Linked DNA regions of Hordeum vulgare: region 2 is linked to region 1. A link is a contact called in public Hi-C data. All regions are on one chromosome and are shown on one strand. The core of a region is the stretch at or near the end of the contact, and the rest is flanking DNA. Distances in the headings are between cores, read along the strand shown. Region 1 holds the start of LOC123449529 (beta-galactosidase 5). Region 2 has its middle 50 kb from the start of LOC123447044.

Region 1 (2,700 bases), core at 122-2,621:
GTAGAAATATAGGATCTGCAAAATACGGCATGTATCTTGGTACGTATTTGGAAAAAATTTAAAAGATGACACCAACTTATGAATACGGCCCGAATTGTGGTAGTCTTTTGCGATTAACTCTGGATCATGGGTAACGGGGTGGACAGGGCGGCACCGCGCAATGCGCATTGCCTTTGGGTCGCTGGTTGGTTCAGGCCCGTGCCTCCACTAAAATGAACAGCCTCCGATCCCTCCCTCTCTTTTTCCTCCTTTTGATCCGGCTCGCTTTGCGCAAAGGCGATCCGTCCTCTCTGGTGTTTGTCGCCAGTGGCCGGGGATCCGTGGGCGGGCGGGCGCGCGCCGTTTCGGGTGCATCTTGGCGATGAGAATGAATGCATGTGTGTGCATATCCATCCGATCCATGCAATCCTCGTATGCCCGTCCGCTGACGCCGCCTTGCGCCTTGCCTTGGCCTGGAGGATGGATGGTCGTTCTTTCTCTTTCTCTTGCCTTCCCATGTGCCCTTGCCCGGAGGCCGCGCCGTACCGAAAGATCCCTTTCTCCATTTCTTTTTTTCCCGTCCACCTTGCATCAAAACGGCCAGTAACGAACCAGCCAGACCTCCCAATGTAGCAGCAGCAGCAGCAGCAGCAGCAGCGAGGCCGGTGCTTTCGCTCGCCACTTTCTTTTGTTGGAACGGAACGAAGGTGGGTTCCGTCGCCCAACACTCGACCAGCACAGCATCAGCATGGCGGCCTCCGTCACCGCAAAAGCTTAGCCCCTAAGCTACTACTTCCTCGTCCATAATACTTTCTCCGTTTTAAAATAAGTGTCTTAAGTTTAGTATAATTTTATACTAGAACTGGTACAAAGTTAAGACAGTTATTTTGAGACGGAGGGAGTATAAACGAGGAAGCACTGTACTTCTGCATGAGCCCGCGCGCGCCAGTGTTGGCGTTGGCCCTGCCTGCGTGCAGCACAGTAGTGCTAATCATGTGTTGCTATACATACATGCTTAGAATTAGTTGTCACTAATCATGTTTTCAGCACGCACAACAGCACAAGCAGGCGCGAAGCTCCTTTTATAATAAACAGAAGCACGTACTACGCTCTGTGACGGAAAGACGAGCCCATTACCAGTGGCTCAGCTATGCCAGAGCTGGCCGCGTCTGTCTAGGTCACAGGGAGGGAGGCCACCATGCATGATGAGCTGCCATGCCATGCTCGTACCACCGCCACCACCACGCTACTCCCCGCTGTCCCACACCTACGCCCTCCCTCCTCTCTCTCCCCGGCCCGTCCGAGTAGTTTCGCTCTGCGTGCGAGCGAGAGGAGAGAGAAGGTGGTTGAGGGACAATAAAATACTCACCATGGGCCAAAAGCTCCAGTGAGCCGCGACGCTGCCCCCACCCACTGGCCGACGCCCCTCCCAAGAACCTCGCCAAGGAATCCTAGAAACCCACCAACAAAACACGGGGAAGGAGAAGGAGGTCCGTCCGTGGTGGAGTGGAGTGGAGGGAGGAAGACCAGTGAAGACCACGCAAGGCACAGGCGCATTTGCGTGTGCCCGTCCTCGCGTGCTGTCTTCTTCTTCCTCCTCCTCCGTCTCCTCCAGCCCTGCTGTGATGGCGCGGCGGTGGGCGGCTGCGGGCCTGCTGTGCCTGGCCGTGGCGGCGGCGGCGGCGGGGTCCGTGCTGGCGGCCGCCGTGGACGGCGCGGTCACCTACGACCGGAAGGCGGTGCTCATCAACGGCCAGAGGCGGATCCTCTTCTCCGGATCCATACATTACCCCCGGAGCACCCCCGAGGTAAAGCAACCCGGCCGCCTTCCTTCCGAAAGCGTCTCCTTTTTCCTTTTCTTCTTGCTTTTTTCCGTGGAAGGGGGCGTACGGGAGTTTCCTGGGTGGTTTAATGGCGTTTCTTGGTGGAGCTGCCATGGAAAAAAGTGAAACGCTCCTTGCTTCCATGCTTGCTTGCCCGTACGTTTCGTTTCCCCCCTTTGCGCCCAATGTTTTCAAGCGACAGACATCGACATCTCCCTATCCTTGCGGATTCCCCTTTTCTAGATTTTCTCCAAATGCTGCTCGGTTTTCCTGCTCCCGCAACCATTTTGGGGCATTTCTGGGCCCAATGTTACTAGATTTTTGTTCACATGTTTCCGAATCTTTGGCTGGTTGACTCACCACTGACTGTTCGTCCGTCCATTGATGCTGCTCCTGTACATCAGATGTGGGAAGGGCTGATTCAGAAGGCGAAAGACGGAGGCCTGGACGTGATCCAGACCTACGTCTTCTGGAACGGGCATGAGCCAACCCCTGGAAGCGTACTACACTCACACTTATCACCACCTACTTACCATTCAGTGTGCGCTGCTGTTACAAGAGACATGGAATTCCAGTGGTAATTTTCCCGCTTGCTGCAGTACAACTTCGAAGGGAGGTACGATTTGGTCAAGTTCATTAAGACCGCCCAGAAGGCCGGGCTGTTTGTACATCTCCGCATCGGTCCCTACATTTGCGGGGAGTGGAATTTCGGGTATGCACATTTACTCCTCATCGCAACTTGTTCGAAAACCACCACGACGGTAGAAATGGCATTATTTACTGGCATCGTGCTGCTGCTGCTTCCAGTTTGGTGAATGCGTGTGATCTGCTTTTGTTCGTCTACTTGACTTGTGTCCTTCCGTTTCCGTGCGATTCATGCAGCGGCTTTCCGGTCTGG
Region 2 (2,700 bases), core at 183-2,682, 240 kb before region 1:
CGACCTTCTATGCGTTCGAGCGACTACTAGCAGGTAGGAGCCGGAGTTCATAGTCAGTGCCTTTTGCGCTGGTTAGGCAACGCGGCGCGTGCAGAGTTGTTCTTTGGGCTGTTTTCGACCGGTCCCATTTACTTCCTTTGACTGTTTCTCTCATTCCTTCGTTTGCCGACTGTTTTGACTGTTTCCTTCATTTCTTCGATAGTTTCGTTCGTTCGTTCGTTTAACATTTACTTGAACATGGTTTTTTCAAGCGAAATGGCCCTGGAATTTCAGTAGTGAAGCATTCAATTCAATGGAATGGCCCTGTGAATTAAAAACAACGAAAGTCATCTACTTGCTAATATGAAGAAATTGAGTTCATCAAATTTGACTTAAACTTTTTGTTGACTATGATGTAAAGAACAAATCTTCTCTCAATTGACAAATTTATAGCATATTTTACCTTCTAACAGTACAGTGTGTATGTTTGGAAAGATATTTTATTTGAATGACAGAAAACCCTATAGAATAGAACAAAAATTGCTTAATTGAAATTACTTACTCAAAAGTTTCCTTACTATCAAAGTTAGTCAAAGAAATTGCAAAAAAAAAAAATGTTTGTGAACTAATTTATTTTACGGATTTTTAAGAAAAATTCACGAATTTATAAAAAAGATCACCAAATTTCATAAAAGTTCACAAAATTTATAAAAAAGTTCATGGTATTTTTGAAAAAGTTCAACGAATTTCATCGGATTTGAAAAAAGTTCATTCGATTTGAAAAAAGGTTCATCGATTTTGAAAATAGTTCATCCGTATTTTAAAAAAAGTTCATGGATTTTTAAAAAAGTTCATGGAATTTGAAAAATGCTCATTGAATCTTTTCAAAAAAGTTCATGGATTTTCACAAAATGTTCATCAAATTTGAAAAACAGTAATCAATTCTTTAAAAACAAATCATGGAGTTTGAGAAAAAGTTCATCAAATTTGTAAATGTTCATCGGATTTTTTAAAGAAGGTTCAGTGAATTTAAAAAAGTTAATGGAATATGAACAATGTTTGTTGAATTTAGAAAAATGTTCACTCGAATTTGGAAGTAAAATCATCAAAATTGCAAAATAAATTCGCCTTTTAAAAAAAATCGTTGTGTTGAAAGAAGGTCACGTATTTAAATAAAAATTAAAATTAAAAAAAAGAAATAGGAAAACATTAAAAAATAAAGAGCATTATGCGTAGATATACAAGGACGGAAGTAAATATTCACTAATCGTCAATTTTCCATGTGGTTAATGCAGTTGGATCTCTAGCGGGCGCGCATCTCGGCTTTTTCTTTCTTTAAACAGAAAGCAAACGACAGATCGATGGGCTGCCCACTCGCAGAAGAGGGGGTGCGCTGCAGAATAACTAAAACCGGCGCCTGTGACGTTAAATAGGGTTTACCGGTAGTAGCTACACGCTTCAGCGCCCTGCTTAACTTCGGTTGCCGTTGCGTACGCACCTCACTCAATGGGTCGGTCTAGCTCGGGAGGCCATAGGTCGTTACCTCGTATATTTTCTGTTTCTATGCCCTATTTGGTATTTATTTTTTGTTTTTTTAGACTTTCAAATATTCCGAATATATATTACAAAAAACATTTTACATAAAGAAATTTTTAAAAGAACTACCAAGGATTTGGAAAATGTTAAATGTGTATAGATAATAAAATCTCATATATACAAAATGGCATATACAAACAAATTAATGTGTATTAAAAATGTTGATCACGTTCTTAAATTTTTTTTATCCATTTATTTATAAAAATGTTAATCAAGCATTGAAAAAATATTAATCAACCATGTAAAAAATGTTGAATGTGTATATAGGAAAAACAATCATGTATACAACAAATATATACAAAACAAAAACAATGTGTATGAAAAAATGTTGATCATGTGTTTAAAAAATGTTAAATGTTTATAAAGAAAATGTTTCTCATGTTTACGAAAAATGTATAAACAAAATACACAGTGTGTATTAAATATGGTGATCGTGTATCTAAAAAAAATATCAAGCATTTGAAATAATATTAATCGAGTATTTGAAAATGTTAAAGAAATATTTGAAAAACATTAAATGTGTATAGAAAAAATTATTTATATTAAAAATATATGCAAAAAATGATGTGAATGGAAAATATTGATCATGTGTTTAAGTATGTTAAATGTCCATAGAGAAAATGTTCTTATCTTTGCAAAAAATATAGAAAAAATATATTTTATATCAAAAAAATTGGTCGCATGTTTAAAAGAAATGTTAATTGAGCATTTTAAAAATGTAATCACATGTTTGAAAAATAATAATCGGGCATTTTTATAATGTTAAATATTTATAGAATAAATGTTTGTAATGAATAGGACAATATACACAAAACAAATACAGTGTATATCGAAAAATGTTCACCATGTTTTTAAAAATTGTAAATGTTTATAAAAAATATTACTGGAGTATACAAAAAATGTACATTCTGTGCGAAAAATGTTTTCTGCCATGAAAATAATGTTCCTGACGTATTGTAAAATGATGAACATGTATTTATAAAATGTTAAAATTATATTTGCAAAATATGAACATTTTTTCAAACAAACTTTCTGGTGTACGGTAAATATATTTTTTAAACACTGAAAATTATTGCATAAATACACACCAAACATTACTGTGTAATATATGATGAACATTTTGTT

The links. Hi-C and Micro-C count contacts between places; a contact is called where the count stands out from the background.
Region 2: a contact with region 1 is called in a Hi-C map of leaf, with 5 times the contacts expected there. The contact joins the enhancer-like site here to the promoter of LOC123449529 in region 1. A contact is called at or near these places in 3 of 6 Hi-C or Micro-C datasets (leaf and seedling) and 1 of 1 datasets of contacts at active chromatin or transcription factors (embryo).

Annotation. Positions count from the first base shown.
Region 1 is chr4H:561,914,014-561,916,713 of MorexV3_pseudomolecules_assembly, reverse strand. It overlaps LOC123449529 (beta-galactosidase 5), which reads left to right and starts at 1,371. Exons shown (of 19, transcript XM_045126780.1): 1 at 1,371-1,787; 2 at 2,207-2,302; 3 at 2,402-2,514; 4 at 2,685-2,700. The coding sequence starts at 1,605.
Region 2 is chr4H:562,151,628-562,154,327 of MorexV3_pseudomolecules_assembly, reverse strand. No RefSeq gene overlaps it. Among protein-coding and RNA genes, the nearest start is that of LOC123447044, 50 kb to the left of the region's middle. Within about 2 kb of position 1,432, at least 2 of the 3 cell types and tissues checked have open chromatin away from gene starts, as enhancers often do. A contact at or near this core is called in leaf, where this site is marked.